2 separate regions of the Mus musculus genome follow, and region 1 is linked to region 2. A link is a contact called in public HiChIP or PLAC-seq data. All regions are on one chromosome and are shown on one strand. Each heading gives the region's core, a stretch centred on a gene start, on an enhancer-like site or on the middle of the called end of the contact. The rest is flanking DNA. Distances are from core to core; before and after follow the strand shown. Region 1 overlaps 1700011B04Rik (RIKEN cDNA 1700011B04 gene). Region 2 overlaps Cdyl (chromodomain protein, Y chromosome-like).

Region 1 (5,969 bases), core at 1,086-3,585, 590 kb before region 2:
CCACTGTGTTGGACTTGCATGGAGCCTCCACTGACCAGTGTGTTAATTGGCATTATATTACTATAGTATATATGTAGAGCACATCTAATATAGATTATTAGATCAGAAGTTATTTTCACTCAGTTTTAGAGGTTTCAATGCATGACTGATTGGATTGATTTGGATTCAGGTGAGGACATCATGTTCTCACATGTTCTGACAGGAGCCTGTGGCAAAGCAAAAGTGCCAGGAGGGAGGGAGGGAGGGAGGGAGGGAGGGAGGGAGAGAGAGAGAGAGAGAGAGAGAGAGAGAGAGAGGAACAAAGGGAACAAGAAGAACAAGAAGGAGCATTGACCCCACCGTCCTCTTTCTCTTTGAGGCACTCTTCCAGTTGTCTAAGGACCTTCCATTAAGCCCTATCATTCAAAGGTACCACACCCTCCTAAGACCCAAACCGTGGGGACCAAGCCTCTAACACATGGACCTTTAGGGGACACTCAGCATCCATACTATAGCATCAAACTAGAAATCACAGTTGGGTTACCCACTCACACTAAAATTCTGTGTCACCATGTTGGAAATTAAGCCGGGTATCAGAATGTCCAAGAAATCATGACAGAAGATATAACATGAAATCGCCTCATTTCCTGAACAGGACAGTTTCAATTGGGATAATGATGAAGTTTCTTTTGCCTTAATCCTTTTGAACAATGAGACAACAACGATGACGACGATGACACCACCACCACCACCAACAACAACAACTCTATGTGGGGCCAGAGAGCTATGGGACTGAGAGGAGCAGCCGTGGAGCAAGAGTGGGGTGGAGGCAATTCAAACCCCTGAAATCTCATCCTGAGATCTGTAGAAGTAGGAATACTGCCGCCTCTGCCCCAGGCCTGTATGTACCTGTGCACGCAGTCCAGTGCCCCCCACCCTTACCTTACCAGAGGAGGTCAAGTAGCCAGTGGCCAATTTAAACTTCCTTTCCCCTTATAAGTCATGTGCAGCAGCACCTGGAATTCCTCCTTATGCAAATGAGGCATCCCCAGCCAATGAGGTACACTCACCCTGATAGCCCGCCCCTCAAAGCTTTTTTCCTCCTTCCACAATAAACTGAATCAGTCTCTGAAGCTAATCCTGGTGTGTGTGTGTGTGTGTGCATGTGTGTGTTCTTTACCCACACACTCACCTCGGACCAAGGCCCTGCATTGGACCCACCCACCCACGCCAAGCTTCCCTCCATTCAGCCCAGCCCAGTGCGTAAGAGGCTGGTTCCCCCAGGGAGGAGAGACAGGAGGTAACTTGACACAATCCTTTGATAAGCACTCAGTTCTTTTTCTATGGTTCTGTCTTTTTGTCCCCATTTCCCAAGCAGAGCAGGAAAGTGTTAGTCGGACTTTTTGTCATGGCTCTCGAGTGAGAAGGGATTTGTTTTGGTTCATGGTTTCTAAATGGTGAAGATGTTGCACAGGATGACAATGTCGGATGGCAGAAGGTGTGCGGTGGAGCAGAGTTCCTTACCTCATAGCAAACATGAAGAAGGTTGTGGGAAGAGAGACCTGGTGGGAGGAGTGGGGAAGGGAGGAGAGAAGAAGGAGAAAAGCTGGAGTGGGAGGTGTCAAGAAAGAGGACCCACTAGCAGGCAGTTTTCTTCTGCTCTTATTGGCTCCAGGATGCCAGCACATGTGGTGATGTGGCCTCATTTGAGGAGGGTCTTTAGTCTTAATCCTCTGACATCTGGAGAGGGCGCTTTCTAACCTATGTTATTTCTCAATCCAATCACGTTAATGATCAAGATGAGCCACCATCAAAAGTGACTTGGAAGTGACCCATCTCACTTTTTCCTCTTTCTGGTTTCTGTTTTCAGACCCTTTCTGTCTATAAAATGAGCATCTTTTGATCCTGGGAATGCATTTTTGTCTTCTGGGTGAAGTGTCACCTGACTCCAGAATTAAAAACGAACTAACACAGAAAACCCAGATGTCTGCTACGGGCAAGGGCAGGGCCACCGACCTTTGACCTGGTTCTTTGGGTGATTATTTTTATAAAGCTTCGTATTTACTTCTCCCCCAGCAAAAGCATTTTCATTCATTTTATTCTTGACGCGCCTTAACTTCTAAGAAACTGGGTAGTGCATGGAAGGCTATGGATCTGGTGTAACCTGCTCGACCAGTGTGCCACAGGGTGAGGAGCAAGGGCAGGCCACAGGCCTTCGTACTTCAAGGAAGCCAAAGGGTGAAGACACGCTTGAGCTTCGTCCTCTCTTGGCCCCTGGCACTCCACCCACCAATTCCCTGCAGCTGCAAGAGTAGGCCTGTCAGATCACTTCCGTCTGCCGCTTTTCCGGGCATGCTAACGAGCCACACCGCTTCCGCTTCACACTAGACATCTGCAGAGACTGTGTGGTGGGGCATGGAGGAAGAGAGAGGGCGCAAAATCAGGGCCCCCAGCTGTTCCACATCCTCCATGGATGGCGCTCCTTTCTGAAAAATTGGTGGAATGTGTGCATAGCAGCTGAGGTGCAGAGGTGAGGTGTGGGCGGCAGTGGGCTTGGCTTCCTTCCTGCCTGGCTTCTAGAGCTCAGTTGGAGGCTGCGAGGCAGTGTGATCTGTCTTCACGGAAAACAGAGTAGCAGGAAATGCTGCCACCAGGAACACATTAATCACATTAGCTTGGCAGACTATCGTCTGAAGATGCAGTCAGATCTGTGAACACAGCATGTCCAGTCAGCTCTCTTAGACAGTGCTGTTACCCTGGACAACACTGGCTCTTTTCACACTGGGGCTGTGCCCACAGCTTGTGGCTCCTGGAAGGAAAATTCACATAATCACAGGCATGGCTACACGCATGTGTGTGTGCACACGTGAGTGAACTCACATAATAAAATCATCAATCTTAATGTATTTTGAATAGATTCGAGTCAAGGTTCTATAGCTATTACCTGGTCGTATTTCTGGGCCAACACAGATACTGGAGATGACATGTCAGGGTCAGGGATGCTTAGAGATATGATTCTATATTGATTATGTCTCCTGTGTTTTTTTTTTTGTGAAAGAGGCAACAATTATCTATATTGAAATAATGCATCTGTCCTTTGTAACTTATGTATGTGGTGTGTGTGTGTGTATTTGTAAAATGTATAAATGTGGGCACCAGGAAGATTCTTTTGTATTTCTCTTACATAGTTGTCTTATGAAGACAGAGAGGGCATTTTGCCCATGCTACAAATACACTTATAAGGAGAAAAAAGAGAGGGAGAAAATAAAGATGAAATGAAATGAAGGAAAAAAAGGAATAATTTAAAGGCCTAGGGATGTCAATCTTAATCAGATCAAAAAGAGATGGTAACTTGAGCCTGTAATCCTAGCTACTGGAAAGGCTGACACAAGCGGATGGCAAGTTCACCGCCAACCAGGGGAAACTTCATGAGACCCTGTCCCAAAGTGAAAAGAGGACTGGGGACAGCTCAGAGGTAAAGCATTTGCCTCCTAACATACATGAGGCCCTAGTTCAATCCCCAGTACCATAAAACAAATCAAAAGAATGTGATCTAAAGAAGGGGACTACAAAACAAGTCTGGAGAAAACCACCCCTGGCTCTTTGGTTCTAATTGACCACTTGAACTAGCTATTAACCTGTTAAGTTTCAGTTTCTTCGTGTATAAGGTGAGCCTCCTTTTGAAACAAAGTATGTAAGGGATCAAGAAAAGCAGAGCTCAAGGCTACTTCCAACACTGCTGAGAGCAATCGATGCAATCCACACAGCCAGGATGATTAGCTGAGCACCTATTGCATGAAACAGCTTGTAGTTTCACAACCGTCTTTTGGAATAAATTTCACATACCCCTCCCCATTTTTGAGACAGGGTCTCCCTGTGTTGTCCAGACTGACCCTGAACTATGATACTCCCGCCTACGCTTCCGAAGTGCTGGGACTATAGGTATGCACCACCATGGCTGCCTTCCCACCTCCATTTAATAGTAAAGAAGAGTGTACAGCCACTTACCTATACTTGATAACTGGTGATCTGGCTTTGAGACCAGGCTAATTTTGTCCCTGCATTCTCACCCTCTTACCGCCCCCCCCCAATAATCCCTCTTTTGAAAATTTTACAGTGTGATGATAATTCTGTAAATTTGTAAAATTTCAAGCCATAATGAAAAGAAGTTTGGGAGGCTAAATTGGGACTCAGGCAACTTAAGAATTATCAGAGGATTTGACTTGCCAAAGCTTGGCCTATTATTGATCAAAGTAGTTGAGATATATCCAGGCCTTATCATACAAACCTGAACACCATAAAAATTAAATCTATCAATAAGCTTCAAAGTGCAAATCTTGCATAGTGGAAGTGTCACTGTACAGTGACAGCTGTCCCAGAACAAATAAATAGCTTTATTGTTGGGGCAAATTGTCCTTTTGAGTCCCTTCACCTAACTCTTCAAGGAAGAGCACCTTATAAAATTGGTCTTGTATTGTGACATTAAACACCTGGACTATGGTGTACTTTAAACTCGGCTGGAAAATCTCACAGAGCAGGAGCACAGTATAGCCCTACGAGGGGAGAACCCCTGAGGGATGATCTAGGCTTGGAGCAGCAGGCAGATACTGCCTGCTCTGATTTTCTATTGTTAGGACATCATGCAGATGGATAGGTGTCAAGCCTCTCCGGAGGGAAACCGACTCATTGGACACAATTGGCAATCACAGCTTCTTCCAGGTGCCTGCCTAAGAATGATTTTCTTTCTTCCAACTGAGCTGAGCTAAGAGGAGTCTGGACTTGTTTGAGAATATGACCCCATCAGTCATTTCAGGTTATCTGCAGAACACCAGTCCCCTACAGTGATCCTGCGGATTTAATACTCACATATCTTCGGGTGTTAAAAACAGAAAGTACCTGAGACATGCGTGGGGAATGCCCTCTTTTCTTCTTGGTATCTAACTCAGGTTAATTCTGATTCTAGTTAGAATAGTGAAAAAAAAAGTAGTTTAGTTTCTCAGAGAAGAGTTTATAAGGTCCACTGCTAAATAAATGGTCTTCCCTTCACAGCTAGTCAATGCCTCTCCCCCCTCTTCAGCCCTCCCCACAATGCTCAAGTTCAGATTGTCAGTCTCCTGCCAGTGGCTTGCGTTTGCCTTGCAACCCCAATCAAACAGTTTATTAGACAGACTGTCTCTGGAATTAGTGTTGTTTTGAGAACTGCTTCAGACATGAATCATAGTAACAGGTCTTACTGTTTACGAAGCAATGGAGATTATCAAGATGAATGGAGAGAAGCCAACTACCTTTCCATCCTCTGTATTCATCTCAATGTCATTCGGCCCTGTCATTTCTCATGCTGAGAGATTTATTGCTAATTATTACAACAGATAAGTTGTCTCGAGGGAGCAAAACCCTCCAGGGCTTAGAGTGCTTCTCATCCCTGAGGAACCAAGGTGTGTGGTAACTCTGACATCAAATTAAATAGGAGAAATGCAAAGGCTCACAAGTGTCTACAAAAGCAGTAATCCAGTGTGTGTTGATTATCTCAATCACTTTATCTGTCTACACTAATTTATTTGATATTTAGGGGAAAATACATCATGGGTGCTAGGGGAATGTAATCATCAGGCTTTAAAAAAAATTTAACCTAATAAATTCAGTGCATGTACACATATATCACTCATACTTGCTACTTTCAAAGTAAAAGCCATTTTAATTTCCTCATTCCGTTTAAAGATTTGGGGGTGAGTGGGAATTTGGCTTCAGGAGAGGTTTTCAGTAATACTGCTTGAACATTGACATCAGGTCAGAGAGTAGGAAAGAAAGACGAGATGCTGACTGTTCAATATAGCCATCCATCAGATGTCTGGCTCAGAATCAAGACACACATGTTCCATCTCCTGTCTTGTCTCTACAGCCAACCTGCAGAGACCCAGACGGTATTCTTGGCCAGTCCTCTAAATGTCCAATTAATAGAAGTCTATTAATGGTCTATTATTGGCACAAAT
Region 2 (5,701 bases), core at 2,309-4,808:
TCGCGTTCCTTCCAGACAGCTCCCCACTTGAGTCAGTGTTGGTTTCCTGCGGCATTGCCAAGCAGACTTGCTGTAGATCATCATTCCCATTGCACTTTGACTGCCACTCTGTTTTGTTCCATCTAAGTGTTTGTTTCAGTTCTGCAGTAAACAGTTCCTTCTTCAGAAATCATTTCAGTGTCACTAGAGCATGTGTGATGACAGAATGCTGTGCAGTCTCAGGTGTGCCCCAGACCTATTGAATCAGAACTTGTGTGTTAGTAGGAATTGTGTTAGCATGCTTGGAAGGCACATTATTTAGACATAGAAAGTGCTCAGTTGCTCAAGGACAAGGACCTGTGCTCCAACCCGAGAACCTGTATTGAAAAGGGTTGGGGAAGCAAAGTAGGACATGGTCCAGCCTGTAATTCTGTTGCTGGTGGTCTCGGGTTCATTGTCAGCTTAGCCTGTAAAAGAAGAAAAGTAGACAGACCGCTGAAAACTGTTAGAAACAACAAATAAATTATTCTGGTACTGAAGAAACAACAAACGAGGCAAAAGTATCTTGGCAAAGTAATTCTTTTTGTAAAAAGTGTCCCAGAACCTAAACCAGTCTAGCAGCACACCAGCGCCAACATGGCTTCCTTTTTGTAATTGCTGATGCAGGTGATGACTTTGGTGGGAGCTCTGATTCACAGCGTGATGGGATTGGTTAATTGGGGAAGAGGAATGTTCAAGAAGTGAGCTCTTGCCGAGGTTATTCCGGCCACAGCGTACTTGAATATGATCATGTTAAGTGCACACACAAAGGGTCTAATATTGCAGCCTTTCCCATCAGCCAGATGCTCTTCATGTTGCTGTGGGTAGACCTGTGTCATCCTTTCCTTAGTGTTGCCTGACTTTCCTTCAGTGGTCTGTCCCTCCTTCCTTTCCTCTTGCCCCCCTCCCTCCCTCCCCCCTCCCTCCCCCTTCTTTTTCTTTTTCCTCTTAGAGGTCCAGTAAGGCAGTAAATTCTCAGGGTGAATCAGATGAAAGTACCAGGAGATAGTCAGATGGAAGGGTGTGTATTAAAGGGCCTGCCAGTTGCCGCCCAAGTGTGGGATCAGTTTGAGTGTTAAGTTTGTTTTCTGTGGCTATGGTTGCATGTTTCTTATTGTGTGTAACAAGGGCTTAATTACTACAACTTTGTAAGTTTTCATCTCAAATTGGCGAGCTCTCCCCCTGCTATTATAAAAGTTCTTTTGGCTTTTCAGGAAACTTCGTGTTCTCATATAGAGATGCTGAGTTCACTCTGCTGGGCCCTGTGGGACCTTCAGGGGTTTTCATGGTAGGAACTTGCATTGAATTTCTGCATCATTTTGAGTGAACAGTCTTGTTTGACTACTGATGGTTTAACACGGATGGTGTGTCTCTCTGAACTTGTTTTTAAGCCCTTTGATGTTTTGTGGCTAGGTGCATATGTGCATATATTTACAAGTGTATATGTTGTGTTGCACTTTAATCTACTTTCTGTTAGCGCCTCCTTCCTTGAAATTTTATATCCATGTTGTCTGCTAGGCTGGGGGTTTCCAGGAAGGGCTGTTCAGATAGGCTTGGTAGATAATGTCGCAGGTTTCATGCAGGTACTGGGAGTGTTCCAGGATTTCACTATGAAGTGAGTGTGTTCCACGTGTCTGGAAGATACTCTCATGTCCACACTTGCTGGTGAGGAGGTTGTTTGCTGCCTTTGAGGGGATGAGTGGGCTTGACTTTGAAGACACGGTTCGCAGCTCCTTGCTTGCTATTGTTGGATCCTCTTAAATATCTAATGTTGAGCTGCTCATAGAGTTCCCAGACCTGCATCTCTCAGGTGTCTGGGATGCTTTGTACGCTGAGGCACCTGTGATTTTTTTTTTCCACCAAAAGATTGAGTTTGCTACGCTGCTTGTTTAGGAAGTTGGTTGTGTGTGAGATATTTCTGCACCATTCTGGTTTGCTTTATTGGTGGTTATTACAATCTTACTGCTTGTCTCTCTGTTTTGGGAAAATTTGCCCAGAGTTTCTTTCTCAGACTCAGAGTAAACAGATTTGTTGACATATTTTGTGTTTTGAATAAAACTGTACATTCCAGTTATTTTTAACTTCTACATTCTAGCAAACTATAGAGAATAAAATGTGTCCTAAAAATACTGGACTGACTTTTTTAAAAAGACTTATTGTATTTTCATGTGTGTAAGTGCTTGGCTGCATGTATGGATGTGTGCTGCATGTGTACCTGGTACCCTTGAAGCGTCAGAAAAGGGCATTGTATTTCCTGAAACTGGAGTTGTAGATGGTTCTGAGTCACCATGTGGGTGCTTGGAACGGAACCAATCCCCAGTCTTCTGCAAGAGCAGCAAGTACTGTAGTCGCTGGGCCATCTCTCCAGCCCTGGGAAGACTGGGAAGTCACTGACTTGCACTTACTACAGCAGTGGTTCTCAGCCTTCCTAGTGCTGCTACCTCTTAATACAGTTCCTCAGGTCATGGTGATCCCCTCCCCACCATAAAATCATTTCCTTGCTACTTTTTAACTGTACTTTTGCTACTCTTAGGAGTCATCATGTAAATATCTGTGCTTTATGATGGTTTTAGGCGACCCCTGTTAGCCAAAGCTAGGACTAGAGATTGCTCTGGCAGATGTGCCAGCTGCCATTCCTGTGAGAAGCTTGAAGGAGCTCATGCAGAATGATAAATAGGATCCTAGGTAATGGTTTTTCTCCTAATGCAGGCAGAGTGAGGGTAGTAGTGCAGTGAGCATTCCCTTGGTTCCCTTGGACCGTGGATCATGACGTCGGTTTCATATATGTGTGCATACATGCATGCATGTGTGCATATGTGCATGTGGACTGTACCTGCCGTCCTAGAATGGTGATGCAGATTATACACTGATTGCACACTTCTCTCCTTTCTGTGTTGTTTATGGTGGTTGATCCTCAGGACACACAGATAAACAGGATCATCTTGAAAAGCAGCTAACCATGGAGAGATCTGGGTTTCCCATGAGGGGATAAGTGCTCCTTCGGTAGGGAGCTAGACATGCGTGTTCTCAGCAGCTGTAGTGGATCTTTGTAGCATTTTTGTGTGCCTGGAAAGTGATTACTGAAAAGATCCATATATCTCATTTACTCTTGTAGGGCCAAAAAAGATGTTAAAGTGTCTTAAAAAATAAAGTTCTACCAAGAGGTGACTGGGTGTCTTGTTCTAACCTCAGCACTTTAGTGTTTGTGCTGGCTGTGCCAACTAAACCAGGCTATGCCATGAGTTCCCCCAGTAGATTTTCTTCTTTCTGCATCATCAAGTTCTTCGGGATCCTAGTACACCTTTTCTGGTGTCTTCTGTAAATAAAATGACCCTGCACTCACCACACTGGACACTCCCTTGATCCAGGAGAAACTTCAGCTGCCTCCTGCAGCCTTTGTATGCCTAACTTTTGACAGGCAGGAACAGCAGGTGGCACCCTCTAGTGGTGTAGTTTTAAATATCAACCCTTTAGGTCCTGTCTGTGACTGTCCTCATTACCACTGTCACCCATGCCTGTCAGAGTGGCTCCACCTCCCATCACTGTCAAGGCTACAGGGTTTCCACATCTCTACCTCTGCCATCTGGCAAGTGACCCCTAGTTCCCTCTCTTTAAAATGTCACTTCTAGTCCCAGCCCGGCCTCTTTCAGTTTTCAGTAGCAAGGTGTTCCTCTGTAGATGACTGTCGCTCAGCTCTACTTCACCTCTTCAGAGTAAGAAGGAGCAGGAGAATGCTCGCCCTTTGCCTTGGGGAGAAGGAGTTCAAGAGTCAGCAGAGCTGGTACAAGAAACTCCTGGAAATAGTTGCGGCTGGAGCTGCACTTTGAGAAGTTAGAGCAAGCAGCTGCAGTCTTCCTGCAGTTCCCCCAAGGTGTGTTTGAGATCATTTAAATAGAAGGTACTGCTTGACTGACAGTCCTGTCTGTGTTCAAGGGAACCAGAACACCGTGAATCCCAGCTGTCAATTGGAGAGTCCAGATGTCCCGCCCACTGACATGCTTTGCTTATATATACACAGGGAAGTAAGCATCACAAGGAGTGCTTACAGTAAGAGTTTATTAATTCTAGTATTGATGTTTTAAAGCAGTTTAACAGTATGTAACACCAGCCACTTGTTCAGTGGGAAATGGGTCTCTACCAGTTTCAGTTCCTCATAAGAAGAGACATGATAGACACGGACACAGGAAGTTGTGTGAGGGGAGACAGGATCAGTGTGCTGGGTGAGTGAGTGCATTGGGAAGTGGTTCAAAATGATGTCCGCAGGCGTTTCAGATCCTGCAACCGTAAGAACATAGTAAGTAGGTGGTGAGATACAGTACCATGCCCACACCGGACTGAATGCTATAGTAACAAGGCTTTGCCTCACACCCAGAGTGAAATCTAGAGTGTCAGAATGCTCCCGAATCTTACTCCACTCTTGGCACACACAGTCTTGGATGTCAGTAGCCGCGGGGTCAGCTTTTTTTTGTGTATTCTAGTTGCGCACTAAATTATATTGATCTTAATGATGTGAGGTAGAATCCCATCTCGCCTCAGCACTATTAATCTCTCTCTCACCTGTTCACCCCAGTGGCTGCCAAACTCTCATGGTCCGAGCAACAGGTCAGAGATGTGAAATGTAAACCAGAGGGCAGTGATTGCCATCACTGTATGGGAATTCTTTAAAGTGCCCCCGTTTTCCATGTGGTATTAAAATGTGTGGTTTAGAAAATGTAATGCATATTCCTTTGTGAGTAAAATGGGTTTACACTGCCCATTGCAAAATCACAGACATACCATGGTCTGACTTACTTTTCGTTGAGCCATAACCCAAATTTCAGTTGTTGCAACATCTTGTTTGCCACCTGTATTCATTACTTTTCTATCGCTGTGATAAAACCATGACCAAAAGCAATTTAGGAAGGAGGTTTATTTTGGCGTATGGTTCCAGATGGAGAATCTGTATTGATTACTTTTCTGTTGCTGAGATAAAACACTGACCAAGGCAGCTTGTAGAAGAAAGCATGTAATTGGGCTTATGGTTTAAAGTATTAGAACCCATAATGACATGGTGACAAACAGCAGGGAGCTCACATCTTGATCTACGAGCAAGAAGCCCAGAGCACACTAGGAATGGTGTGAGTCTTTTGAAACTTCAAAGTCCATTCCCAGTGACACACTTCCTCCGTTAAGGCCATACCTCCTAATCCTTCCCATACATACAAACATACATACATACACACATACACATATGTATATGTATCAAAGCCTGTCCGCACGGCATACTTCTTCCAGCATGTTTCCATATCCTCCCCCAAGCAGTGTTGTCAACTAGGGACTGAAGGTTCTAAGATAAAAGCCTGTGCTAGACACTTCCATTCAAACTACACCACCACCTTTATTGTTTCCTTATTTAAGAAATAAATCAACTTCTTTTTACCTCTCCTTTTAAAAATAAACTCTAGAATTAGAGTGGAGTCGTGGAAAATCACCCAACAGAAATCAATGTCTAAAACACATGAATAGACAAGGCTCACTTCAGTGACCATGAAAGTGGCCTTTTTTTTTTTTTTAAGTTTAGTTATTGAGAAATTTAACACTTAATTAAGTTCACTTTGGTTTTGAGGGGTCCAGAACCATTGGGTTTATATTAGACTGCAGTCTTTCTGTCAGAGAGGCCAGAGAGCCCGCCCCACAGACTGTT

The links. HiChIP or PLAC-seq counts read pairs in DNA pulled down with a chosen protein or histone mark.
Region 1: an H3K4me3 HiChIP or PLAC-seq map of pro-B cells shows a contact between it and region 2, with 6 times the contacts expected there. The contact joins two enhancer-like sites. A contact is called at or near these places in 2 of 39 promoter capture datasets (HPC-7-derived erythroid cells and hippocampal neurons), 1 of 15 datasets of contacts at CTCF or cohesin (the NIH/3T3 cell line), 3 of 484 Hi-C or Micro-C datasets (LSK cells, embryonic stem cells and epidermal suprabasal cells) and 2 of 115 datasets of contacts at active chromatin or transcription factors (large pre-B cells and pro-B cells).

Annotation. Positions count from the first base shown.
Region 1 is chr13:35,186,901-35,192,869 of GRCm38.p6, forward strand. 1700011B04Rik (RIKEN cDNA 1700011B04 gene) reads left to right here. Exons shown (of 3, transcript NR_045616.1): 3 at 635-1,114. Among named protein-coding and RNA genes, the nearest start is that of 1700011B04Rik, 8.3 kb to the left of the region's middle. Within about 2 kb of position 2,336, at least 148 of the 459 cell types and tissues checked have an H3K27ac peak or open chromatin away from gene starts, as enhancers often do. A contact at or near this core is called in pro-B cells, where this site is marked.
Region 2 is chr13:35,779,628-35,785,328 of GRCm38.p6, forward strand. The region is part of intron 3 of Cdyl (chromodomain protein, Y chromosome-like); the gene reads left to right. Among named protein-coding and RNA genes, the nearest start is that of Cdyl, 120 kb to the left of the region's middle. Within about 2 kb of position 3,559, at least 78 of the 459 cell types and tissues checked have an H3K27ac peak or open chromatin away from gene starts, as enhancers often do. A contact at or near this core is called in pro-B cells, where this site is marked.